2 separate regions of the Oryctolagus cuniculus genome follow, and region 2 is linked to region 1. Evidence: chromatin contacts called from public Hi-C data. All regions are on one chromosome and are shown on one strand. Each heading gives the region's core, a stretch centred on a gene start, on an enhancer-like site or on the middle of the called end of the contact. The rest is flanking DNA. Distances are from core to core; before and after follow the strand shown.

Region 1 (6,859 bases), core at 2,198-4,697:
GACTATTCTGGACATAGCCCAGCACGGTCTTTATCTTTAAGGGCCCTGCATTACATACATAGCTTCCTAGCAAGAATCACGCGTCTGAAGAAGTGTCAAGTTCGATTTTTAATGCTAGGGGAAATAGAAAGCAGTCAGGGACACTTCAGAAGAAGTCTCGGTTAAAATACAATAATCACTAATTTTTTTTAATCTGACAGACAGACACAGAGAGGTAGATAAAGGTCTCCCATCTGCTGGTTCACCCCGCAAATGCCCAGAATCATCATTTCTAGGCTAGGCCAAAGCAAGGTGTGGGGAATTAATCCAGGTCTCCCAAGTGCATGGTAGGGACTCAACTAGTTGAACAGTCACTTGCTGCCTCCCAGGGTTTGCATTAGGAGGAAACTAGAATCCAAAGTGGAGCTGAGACTCTGGCCAGGCACTCGGATGAAGGATGCAGGCCAAACACCGGCCCACCCACACCCCTTCTTTTTGAGGAGCAGGAGACAAAATAGGACTCAAAATAAATAATGAGGTTTCCTGAGATTAGTTCTTAGCCAAAAGACAAGGACCAAAAGAAGTGCTTGAATTCTAGACATTTTAGTTTATTAAAAAAAAAAAGGTTCACCAAATGTCAGCCCCCTAACCCCTAATAGAAGTCACCTGTTGACATAATGATGCTATGTAACAAAAAGACCACAAAAACTTCAAGAAGAAACATCTATTTCTCGCTAACACATCTGTAGGGCAACTGTGGTATCCCATCTCAGGACACATGAAGTCACCCAAGCCACTCGAGGAGCAGTGGCTAGCCAGGGGAGGCACTTTCCACCAAGCTGGTGGACTCTCAAGAGGTCAAGGGCAGCCAGGCAAGTACACACATCACACTCTCTGCCACATCACACGCACTAACACTCCATTGGCTAATGCAAGTCATGTGGCCAAGCCCAACATCAAGAACCAGAGGAGCATAAATCAGCCCCCAGGAGCCCCTTGGCAGTCATGGGAGCACATGACACCACTAGAGAGGAGGGAAGAATCGGTGCTAATGAGCCAAGCTACCACACTTCCTAAACAACCCTGAAGGGTGGGCTTTATTAGCTCCATTTTTTCTAGACAGTTAAGTAACTGGAGCCCCAGGAGTCTGTCATTCACCAAGGGCACACAGGTAGTGCTCCAGCAGAATTAGAATCCAAATCTTCAGGGCTGCACTGTGGCATAGTAGGTAAGGCTGCCAACTGCAGTGCTGGCATCCCACATGGGTGCCGGTTCTAGTCCCGGCTGCTCCATTTCCAATCCAGCATCTTTGCTGATGGCCTGGTAGGTCAGTGAAAGAGGGTCCAAGTCCTTGGGTCCTTGCACCTACGTGAGAGATCTGGAAGAAGCTCCTGGCTGCTGGCTTCAGAGTGACTCAGCTCCAGCCATTGCAGCCATTTGGGGAGTGAACCAGATGGAACATCTCTCTCTCTCTCTCTCTCTCTCTCTCTCTCTCTCTCTCTCTGTAACTCTGACTTTCAAATAAAATAAAAGTCCAAATCTTCTACCCTCTGGCCCCCTGTGGTTTCCACAGGGACGAAGCTCGCAGCCACACAGCTAGCAAGCATCTTTAATGATCAGGTCCCCACAGTTCACTTCCTCGTGGATATCAATTCTCTCCAACAAACACCAGACCCCACAGTCGTCTTCCTCTCCCAGCAGGCCCGCAGTGTTTAACATTTGTTTGGGACCTTCTGCAGTGTTCTTACAAGCTATTTTACTATCAGCACACTAATAAAGTGTTTATGGTGGGAAAGGTAAATCAGAAAACCCCAGCTAATTGAAAACAAGCTTTATTGCCAACAAGTCCCTTCCCTCCAACAGCAGCCTCGCAGGGCAGGCGCCGTTCCTCGGCCCGCTCTGAGCCTTACAGACTGCAAAGTGGAGGAGGGGAACAGAAGCACCAGGGAATCCAGTGCAAAGCGATGGTCTTTATCTTGCTGCCACCGACCGACCGCGCAGTCTGCTCCCCACCGGATGGGGCTGTTAAAGCATCCCACGAAGAGGGGAAGAAGGGCAAGCAGCCTCCTGCACCCACTCCCTCCCTTCTACGAGAAACACTCGCTGAAGGCCCGCTCCTGGCCTAGGATGTCACAAGAATCAGATCAGCTCGACTGGAGTTTCATTCTATAGAGAGATGCTCGCCAAAAGCCAAACAAAACCAAAAGGAAAGGCCACGAGGCCCGCGCGGGCCTGGGCTTCACCCCTCTCTGGGGCCCGCCACGTGGGCCCTCGCCGGCCCACCGAGGTGAATAAACCGGGGCAGGTGAGGGCTCGGGCCCCCGCCGGGACACAGTCTGCTCCCCGCAGCTCCCGCAGTGGGCGTCTGGGCTCTCATGGAAACGAAAACAAAACTCCGGCCTGAAATTCCCCAGGGAGGGCGCCACCGCCCAGCGGAGAGGGGAGGAGGGGACAGGGTTCCTTGGAACGGAGCCCAGCCCCGGCGCTCTACAGCAGGGTTCAGACAGTGAGCGGGGCTCAGAGATCCCCTACCCTGCTCGCTGGCCACGCTGGGTAGGGTGCTCGGGGTGGCATCGGGATGGTCCCTGCTCTCCACTCCCAACCCGTGGGGCCCTGCCCTTTCCCTGTCCCCGGAGGAGTCAGGCCCGACAGCCGTCGCGTTAATGACAGCTCTGGGTCGGGGAGGGAGGGGACTGCGGGTTCTGCCCCAACTCCAACCCTGGCGCCCTGGAAGCGTCCAAGCTGTGAGACCTCGAAGCTGCGCCCCTTTACCCGCCCCCCAGCAGCGCCGAAGCCCGCCCCCCGCTCCGCGGGCGCCCCCCAAGGGCTGATCTGAGCGCGCAGCCTGATCGTGACGGCTCGGGGGCGCGAGGGAAGCTGGCCCCGGTCCCTCGCCCGCGCCGAGTGACCTGGACGCCCCGCGGGCCTCGTCTCAGCACCTAGCCGGCCCGGGAGCTCGGGGGCGCCAGCTCCCAAGGCCGCGGGCCTCGCTCTCTCTCCGGCCGCGGCAGCTGTGCCCTGGGGGCGGGGAGGGCGCGCGCCGCTGCCAGGGGCCGGGGGCGGCGGGCAGGCTGGCCTGGCAGCGCCGCTTCGAGTTTCCACGGGCGCGCGGTTGTGCAACCGCGAGGCGAGCGGAGCCGCGGGCGCCTCGGAAAACAAGCCGAGCCCATAAACAAAGCCACGTGGCCTCGGGGCCGGGGGGGCTGGGCCCAGGGCAGGCGGCTCTTCCGGCAACAAAGAGCCGGGGCCAGCGGCCCGCGATAAATAGTGCGGCCGGCCCAGGAGCGCAGCACTCGCAGAGCGCGACGCCCAGCCACCCTCGCCAGTGCCGGCGCTAGCAGCCCACGAGCGCAGACTTGCCGCGGCGCGACCCCAGCCCGCAGCCCTCCGCGCCAATCCCCCGCACCTGCCCCGTCGCGGGCCCAGTTCCCTGAGCCTCGGCCCGAGGCCGCCAGCCCCGTCCCGTGCGTTGGTCGCGTAAGCTCTCGGTGCCATGCCATTCCTCGGGCAGGACTGGCGGTCCCCCGGTCAGAGCTGGGTGAAGACGGCCGACGGCTGGAAGCGCTTCCTGGATGAGAAGAGCGGCAGCTTGGTGAGCGACCTCAGCAGGTGAGGCGACCCGCTGCCAACTTCCAGCGCCGCGAACCGACCTGGGCTGGGCTGGGCTGGGCTGGACTGGGAGGCGGCGGGGACAGATGAACGGGGGCCAGGCAGGTCTGCATGAAGAGGGGGCCCTGCCCAGGGGAAACGAGTGTCAAGGATGTCTGCAGAGGTCACCAGAGGACGGGAGACGGGGAACTTGGTTTCTCTTCCTGGACAAGGTCAAGGTCTCCAAGTGGACACGACTCCTAACAGAACCCCGATCCCTCTGAGAATCTGACGACAATCGGGAATCGTGTCCCCAGACGCCCTAACAAGCACACAGCTGTAGGGGGCCCCCGGACTCGCGCCATTTGCGCGTTTGGGAGGTTTCAGGCGAGAGGGCGGTGCGCCTTTCCCCGCCCCGGGGAGCGCGCCCAGCACTAAGCGCCCACGCGCCGGGGGGCACAAGTCGGGTGTCGGGATTGGACGCGGGTCCAGCTGGGAGCGCCTCCAGGCTCTTCCCACGCACTGGGCGACCGCGGAATAGGCAGAGAGGATGAGTAACCAGGAAGGGGTGGCCGGATGGTCCCTAGGGCCGCAGCGCCTTCCCGGAGGACTTGAGTAGCGGCGGTAACGTTGAGGGCTTCAGAGACAGGGAGGAGGGAAGGGAGGCGGGGACGGAACCCAGAAACCCTCTGCTTCTGAGAGAGCCAGCGCTTGCACCTGTTCCCTCCGTAGAGCGCGCCGCGCGCATCCCCACTGGCACCTGTGAGCCCTCGCCTGGGCTCTGTCGTTCAGAGGGGAAGTCTGGGGTCCCTGAACTCCGTGCTCAGCTTCGCTGCTAACCTAGGTGGTCTGGAATCTGCCGGCCCCGACCTTCGCAGCTGACTCCTGAGACCGGCCGTTTGGTCCCTGTAAGGAGGGCCGAGCAAGGGGCCCTGAGGGAATGGGTGCAGCTGGAGTCCCCCGGGGGTTCCTTTTTCCACTGCCTCCCGCTAAACTCTCTGGCCTCTGCGTCCCTACCTGGAGTTCCGTACCTGGGCCAGGCTCCCATTTATTGAGGGTTGCCAGTGCTTGTTTGCAGGAAGCCAGGGCTGTAGAGTTTAAGAAGAGCATCAAGAAACCAGCTTGGTTTCCAGAGCCTCCCATTTGTTTGTGATTTCTTAATGTATCAAATTCCCTTTGTCTCTCAGTGAACAGAAACAAATGATTGAATCCTGGGGTCTGTCCCGGAGAGACAAGAGCTGATTAACCTTCACGTGAAAGATGCTTTGAAGTGGCCCCAGGAGGGGGGGAGGGGTCTGTGAAGAATTCGTACAAAATCAGATCATTTATTTGCAGGAAAATAAAAAGACCAACTGCTGTCTGCAGACTAAGTTGAGACTCCCGGAGTTACCCACTCTGCCTAATTTGTTCTTCCTGGACAAAACACAAAGGGGGTAGAGCTTCCCTCCGTCCTGCTTGTTCCAAAGCAATGATGACCCAACATTCTGGTACTTTATTTCCAAACGAAGGGTCAGATTCCATCCAGAAAGATGCAGCAATGGCCTAGCAAGCTGGAGGCTCTGGTCACGGTGTTAGCCCTTATCCTGCTCCTGCTCCAGGAGATAAATTGGTGTCTGTCTCCTTTAGGGAAAAAAAAAAAAAGGCAGTGCCTCTCCATAGCCTGGAAGACCTGAAAATAGGCTTAACGCACTACAGACATTTAGAGGAGGCTGGGATGGATCGGGTAGCTGCCTGCCCCTTTGTCCTCCTTTCTTGAGTCTCCTTTCTTCCTGTTTTACACCTTCTGAACTGGAGCTGTCAAACTCATCAATCATCATTGTCAAAACTAGTGACCGATTCGGTGACCACCTGTGGGCCCTCGCTGACTCAGAGCTGAGGAATCATTTGATAGTCTCCCAGCAAAGCAGCTGGCTGTTTGTTTGCAGGGTAATCCCCCCACCCCCACCCCAGCCATTGTAAACAATCCCTTCCCTGCTTAGCATGAGAAGTCTGCCAACTTTTTAAAAGCAGTGGGCCTTCTGAGGTCTGGGTTTGTAATCTCAAATATCCCCACTGTTTTCCGTCTTGGTGATGTCAGGTTTGGGCAGAGTGCCTGCCTACATAGGTGCAGCTGAATGGCTCTCCTGTTAGCCCACAGAGAAGGGGGCGGGGCTACAAAACAGGACAACAGCAGGCAGACTTCTCCATGAGCTGCCCAAGCCAGAGAGGAATGGAGATGCACTGGGTACTTCTCAGCCTGGGCGCCTGGCTTGGTGTTGACCGTGGCCTGTCCACATGGCACACCTTTTCTGGACCCTGCGGGACTGTGGTCCAGGGTCCTGTCCTCCTCCCACAGATCCCACCGCAGCCAAGTGGCCAGGCCTGAGATCATGGGATGATTTCAGATCCACTTAGAGCAGGGCTGGCTCCTTCTCAAAGAGGTGAAACTATGTAAGACAGAAGAGGAATAGCAAGTGTTAAGTCTGGTGGGACAGATTAAAACTTCAAGGAAGGAGCTCACCATGAACTGGGATAATCCAGGAATGCTTCAAGGAAGTGGTGGCCGAGGCAGAACCCTCCTAAGCAGCCACCCCCTCTTCCCCCTTAGGATGGGTAACCTAAGCTCTCTGAGCCTTGGGCACTCTTCTCCAAGCCTATACTGCTGCAGTTGGAAACCCACTCAGATACTGGCTTACTGTACAGCTAGGGCTGGACCAGGAAGCAGGAAGTTGGCCTTAGTGCACTGGATAAAAAAGCATAGTTAAGATTTTATGAGTGCTGACTGTGTCCCAGGCATTGTCCTAAGAGCTTTATATACTGGGTTGTTTGTTTCCCTTTAGCAATCCAGATACCAGCCTTGTGAGTTTAAGGGATCTGTTTATATACAAAGGATTTTTTTTTTTAATCATGGAAAAAAAAAAACTAGGATTGAAAGGTAATTTTGGTGCAAAAAATTTAATCCATATTTGATTTTAATCCATAGTAAGCATTTTCCACGAACTTTTTGAAGATCTCTCATATGCAGGAATTATAATTTCTTGCACCAAAATTATCTTTTAATTCTACTTTTCTATAGACTTTTTGAATCACACTCACATCAGAGCAAATCAGCATTGAAATCTCACTGGGCGTAATCAAGTGTCTATTACTACAACTAATTGCTTTGGGGGCAGGACACAGCTTTCTTAAATGCAAATGAAATGAAAAATGGGCTTCATTTTTTTTTTATTCCTCCTTCATCTGCAGCCATGGTTATATTTATGGCCTTATTTTGAAATGTTTCCTCCTTTTCAGAAGTAGTCTTAAAGTGTGT
Region 2 (6,162 bases), core at 2,027-4,526, 230 kb before region 1:
TTCAAAGTAAGTCTTTTAATTTAGCCTAACTTAACCATTTTCTCCCTTTCAAACTCTGTTCCTAGTACTCCAGAATGAAAAGTATAAAATCAAGCCAGTCACACAAAATGTAAAGGTCGATTATTTGTAATCCTCATTAGAGAATGCAACACCTCTTAGACACTTTGCACCAGGCATGAAGTAATGACTAGCCCTGATCAATCAACATATGTGTGCACACACAAACACCTAAAAACCACATTAGAAGTTGATCTTAGCCTCACTAGACAAGTACTTAAAATAGAATGGTTTTGTTCAGAGACTCTTTGGCTCACCTCCCATGCCCAATCCAAATCTCCTGTCATTCATTAAAAATACTGTTGCCACTACAGAAGGTAACTTTTTAAAAGATTCCTTTAAGCTAAAACAATGCTGGCCTTGCAGAAATGGAAAGTACTGAACTGAGGCGGTGGGACAAATGCAGCTGGGCTGCATAAGAGGAACTGTAACACAGGATAAGGTGACACAGCAATAAGGTTCTAACTACATAAAGCATCCATCATGTAGCAAATGACTCTAAAAGCACAAACATTTCCTAAAGCATCTGCTCCTACAAACACTAATCCCAATGTGTCATCCTAACACGTACTCCTAGCCCCCCAAAACACTTTTTGTTTAAACTGACCCTTCTTGGATTTTACAGAACTTCTTCTTACGAGTCTCCTTAAAATGAAAGGAGCATGAATCATTTTGAACAATGAATACAAGATATTGATAGACTATCCTGAAAATAACGGCCCAACCTCAACTTTATTTCTCAGCCTAGCATGATTCATTTAACAGGAAAAAATTTTTTCATCTTTCCATGTTTAAAAAATTGGCTCAAAATACATTTTTATTTAAAAAATCTGAATCTCCTTCCCCCCAGCGTTCAGAATTGGGAAAAATGAATCATTTCCTAATTAAACCCATAAAAACTTAGTGAAAACGATACCAAGGTATCTTTAATGCCAAAAGACAAATTTTTCCATATAAAGAATATTCCCCCTCACTTTTAAACTGAGCTTTAGCTGCCCAGGAAAAAAAAATTTACACTGATCCATCATGTATTCACTCCACAAACATTTACTGAAAGCCAACTATGTAACAGGTGTTCAGAGTACAAACCATGAACCCAGAAAAGGCACCTTAGTGGAGTACGTTCTACGATGGGCGAGGGATCTTGTCACGGCAATGTATACGGAAGACAAGAAACCACCCAAAGTGAATTACCAGAGATTCAAGAAGAAACCATAAGAAATAGAAAAGAGACCGGAGTGACAGGGTTGGATTTGCATTTTAGTGTAGTGTGAAGAATTGGATGGGATGGTCCTATCCCTAAATAGAGAGATGATGTAGTAATCTAACATGGAGCTTAATTTAGGGAAACAGTGGTAAAGCTAGACAAATCTATGTAAGTAACTTTTAATACATTTTTTTTCAACAGCTACAAATGGCCAGTCTTAGGATATCCTAAGTTAAATGACATTAAAGTCAATTACTCATGTTGGGCATACTCTAATCTCTCCTCTTTCTTCCATTATGCTGTGTTCATTTTTATTTAAAATAGAATATGGAAAAAGTAAAATACAAGGATTGCTGGCTCTTCCAGTAGTCTTCAAATATGCAACAAAACCTTAAACAACAAGGGTCCACCAAAGCCCTCCTGCAAGCTGAAAGAAAAGCTTACACATTCGTCCATTTCAAAATAAACACCTCATGGGCAGCCACTGACAACCCAAGAACCACAAGCTCCTTAAATGTATCTTTCCATTCCTTGGCTTTAGGTTATCTTAGAAAGCAGTTTTCGATGCCAAATGATACTTCACCAAATTCTTACATTATTTCCTTACTAGAGTTAAGTTCCCAACGTGGGAAGGAGGAGGGAAAGTTTGTGGGGAAAGTGAACTATAATAATCCTTATGTCCTCACCACCCAAATTCAACTACTCGGCACCAGTAAGACCACAAATTTCATTCTCTCCCTGGTAAAGTAGGAAAAACTGAGAAACCATAGTTACACAGGATTGAACATCACCTGTCATGGTATGTATTTCCTCATCTATTGTCCACTGTCTCTCGTGGCTAAAACCCAAGCTCCAAGAACGCAGAGTCTCTGTCTTGTTGATTCTTTATTAGTGCAATTTACCTGACCAGAACCAAGGCAAAGCACCCAGCAGATCCTCAAAGCTACATCCGTTAAACAACTGAGTGTAACCGACGATCGGCATCTTAAACGTGAACTCTCGAAAACTTCACGCCACTCTCTTGTCGACGAGAACCAACCCTCTGGTCTAGAGGATAAAATCCGACCTAAGCACAGCCCCTTCCGAATCTGGCCCTATCTCTCCAGCTCAGCTGCTACCACCCCCACGCCATGGCCAAACTTCAACTCCAATCACAACCCAGGAGCAAGGCAGTCGCTCGCTCCTCTCCACCCTATTCCCTCTCCCTCTTCTAACTCGTGGGTCCTCCAAGGCCCCATCCACAGGCCGCCCGCACGCATCCTCCCGATTCTCCCTGGACACTCCGATGCCCCGCCGTGCCCCACGGACGCCACAGCGGAGGTGCGCAGGAGCCGCGCATCTCCCTGTTTCGCAGCCCTCTCCCACCATCCTCGAGTCCTGGAGGTCAAGGGCTGTGGCCGAACCGAGGCTGCGGGCAAAGGCGCCGAGCGAGCGCTGCGGACACCAATTCCTTTCCCTTTCGCAACCGCGCCATTCGGCCCCCGTGACTCCACAGCAGCCCCCACACCCTCGCCCCCGGGCCGCAGGTCGGTTTCCCCGCGACCCGGAGATGGACAGGGCGGGGGTCAGCCCCGAGGAGCGCGCCCCCTCCCACTCCACCCTGGGGCCCGCGGGCGAGGCCAGCAGGTGACGGCGGGGCGGGGCCGAGCCGGCCGGGGACCCAGCCTCAGGTTCCGGCCGTACCTGCCTCACGTTGGCCGGCAATTTGCTCCAGGGGTAGTTGTGGCGAATGTGGAACTCCACGTCTATGTTCATGATGCCAGCAGCCGCGGCCGCGACCGCAGCTGTAACGACGCCTCCCGCCTGCCCGCCCTCTGCGTGTCAGGGGAGGCCGCGGGAGGCCCCGCGCCTCACACCGCGGAAGGCTCGGACCGCCCCATGGCCAGGGCTCCCGACAGCTCAGCGCGGCCCTGACCACAGGTCAAACGAGCGGCGGCAAGATGTGGCTCGGGAGCCTGGCTGGCTCCGAGTTTCTTCCTAGTTTCGGCCGGCCGGAAGTGGCTTCTGGGCCTGCGTCACTTCCTGCCGCGGGTGCGCGGCCGGAGAGGCGGGGCGCCGGACTGGCCTCCCGTGCCGCCCACTACCCTCTGGTGGGCGGGGCTTCTGGTGGTAACCGCCCCCTCTCCGAGGACGTAGTCCGCCTACAGGGTCTGGATGAGTTAAGGTGGTCGCTGGGCTCTACCCCGCGGTTGTAGGGTGACCCGGTTTCCCATGTGGCCCAAGACCAGGGGGTTTAAAGCACTGGGGTCGGCTGCCTCAGAGAAGCCACTTGGAAAGGCGCCGTAGTTGGATTCCCATAGTGGAAGAGCCGGGAGCCCACCAGGGCTCTCTGCAGGTCAGCACTGAACTTAAGGCGGGGGGCAGTGGTGGAGCAGAGCTATGATGAGCCTTCCTCATTGCCCAGTGGGTGCTTTTACCTTGTGGAAGAGGGAGGTTGAGGGCTACCTCGAGGATCCCAACTTCTTAACCTGTAGGGATTCAGGGAGCTGACATTTTAAACAGCTTGTGCTGCTGAACCGAGGTGGCCCAAGGGGTCTCTAGGGAAGAGAGACAGCGCCTTGGCAACCTTGGACATGCACCCTCTCCTGGGTTCTGCTTGCTCCTGCTCCACACCACGCCTCCAGGGTCGCTCTTACAGGCCGGAATCCAGGGTGTCCTAATGTCGGCGCCAGTGAGAGAGTCTTTGGGGACAATTTCTCCCCGAATTTGTCACACTGCCTAAGCAAGCCCATGACTGTTATTACTGGCAGCAACCAGAGACACAGTGTGTTTGCAACTATTTTTCAGTCTTAAAGAATGGTTTTAAAGAATGTGGCCGCTGCGGCTCACTAGGCTAATCCTCCTCCTTGCGGCGCCGGCACACCGGGTTCTAGTCCCCTTCGGGGCACCGGATTCTGTCCCGGTTCCCCTCTTCCAGGCCAGCTCTCTGCTGTGGCCAGGGAGTGCAGTGGAGGATGGCCCAAGTCCTTGGGCCCTGCACCCCATGGGAGACCGGGAGAAGCACCTGGCTCTTGCCATCGGATCAGCGCAGTGCGCCGGCCGCAGCGGCCATTGGAGGGTAAACCAACGGCAAAGTAAGACCTTTCTCTCTGTCTCTCTCTCTCACTATCCACTCTGCCTGTCAAAAATTAAAAAAAGAATGTTTTATTGCTCACCGACAGCATTGTTAGAACTTTTTATAAGATGCCTTGTCAGCACCTCGTCAGCTGGCAAGCAGAAACCCCATTATAATGAGGAATTGAAGCAACCATGGTACACACTGCATGGGTATATTGGTCTCATGTCATCCAATGACAAATGCTTTGAGACCTGGAGCACGGGGTAGAATAGTTCAGTGAGTGAGAGTTTACTGTGCTATTCAATGGGGATGGTTAATGGTGAGGCATTTTCTTTTTAAAAAATTTTTAAAGATTTATTTATTTATTTGAAAGTCAGAGTTACACACAGAGAGAAGGGAAGTCAGAGAGGGAGAGAGAGAGGTCTTCCATCCATTGGTTCTCTCCCCAGTTGGTCACAATGGAGCTGGGCCCTATCAACTCTGTGTAAGTTTTGATGTGCTGATGTTATACTCAATATTTGTTGACAAAAACGATGAGTTTAGCAGATACCCTCTTGCTTAACTGCTAAAACTAGTTAAAGGTAAACATATTCCCTTTAAATCAATAAGGAACAGACTTTTGAAGATGTGATCATAGTGGCTACAAAAGATTCTAACTCAATATGCGGCTGAGAAAAATAGAAATTTGGAGGTGTAAACAGTAATGGGTCGAAGCTACATGATGGGAAGAATCCAAATAAGAAGCCCTTCAGAGCAGAGAGTGGAGTCAGAGTTGGTCTGTGAGCTATAGGGTGCTAATTAAAGTATGGATCTGCCTCATTTTCCCCCGAAGTGACAAATCTTTGAGTAGCTGGAAACAAAGCAGTTCAGGTAGTTTCTAGGTTAGCCCAATTCTCTCTTTGCTGGGGAGCTCAGGAATAGAAATCCTATCCAGATGCCAAAAAGTCAAAAATAATTGCATGTTAGGCTCCACATGTAGCACTCATTACATCATCCCATCTGCTGGTTCACTCCCCAGATGCCTGCAACAGGTAGGACTGGGCCAGGGCCAAAGACAGGAGCAGGGTGCACAGCCCAGATCTCCCATGTGGGTGGCAGGTACCCAATCACTTGAGCCATCACTGCTGCTTCCCAGGGTCTGCACTGACAGAAAGAGCCAGGGACAGGAGCTGGGAATGGAGCCCCAGTACCCTGGTATGGGGCACAGGCATGCTAACCAGCATCTTAACCACCAGGCTTAACACCCACTCCCCATCACCACTCCTTTTTGGTAATATTGTTCATCCTTTTAGCTCCCTAACTCAGGCTGCCACTATTTCTCCTTTATCAAGCATGTCCTTTTCAAATTCCAGAAAGATCAGAAACACAGGGTGTTAGAAACCCATCCCAGAAGCTGCTGCCCAGCTAAATCTTGTGGGTAAGCAATGTGTTCCAAAACACAAGTGCAATGAGACTCCATCCTATCTAACTTTCCCAGATTGGATGAAGGAAAATTACCCAGTAGGCTTAGACAACCAGCCCTTCAGAAAGACAATAGAACCATCCCATCCCTAAAATTCCAGTAGAACTGAACTAACGAGCAGAAGCAACCTACCTGGAGGGAACTGTCTAGTACCCCATTCACAAAGCCCAGAATGTCATACCCAGTAGGAAGAAAAATGCCCCCCCCAAAGATATCCACATCCTAATCCCTAGAACCCATGGATGTATTACCTTACATGACAAAAGGAGCTTTGCAGATATGATAAAGTCTTGAGATAGGGCGATTATCCTAGATTATATAAAGAGGGGCTCATAAGAGGGAGGCGGGGGGTCAGAGTGAGAGAAGGGCATGTGCCAG

Evidence for each region. Hi-C and Micro-C count contacts between places; a contact is called where the count stands out from the background.
Region 2: a contact with region 1 is called in a Hi-C map of an unstated tissue, with 1.6 times the contacts expected there. The contact joins the promoter of FAM91A1 here to the promoter of FBXO32 in region 1. A contact is called at or near these places in 2 of 6 Hi-C or Micro-C datasets (psoas muscle and an unstated tissue).

The regions. Positions count from the first base shown.
Region 1 is chr6:149,260,052-149,266,910 of mOryCun1.1, reverse strand. FBXO32 (F-box protein 32) reads left to right here and starts at 3,447. Exons shown (of 9, transcript XM_002710762.5): 1 at 3,447-3,588. The coding sequence starts at 3,473. LOC103348125 (a long non-coding RNA gene) reads right to left here and starts at 3,586. Exons shown (of 7, transcript XR_011389322.1): 1 at 3,386-3,586.
Region 2 is chr6:149,492,694-149,498,855 of mOryCun1.1, reverse strand. FAM91A1 (family with sequence similarity 91 member A1) reads right to left here and starts at 3,276. Exons shown (of 24, transcript XM_008255884.4): 1 at 2,948-3,276. The coding sequence starts at 3,019.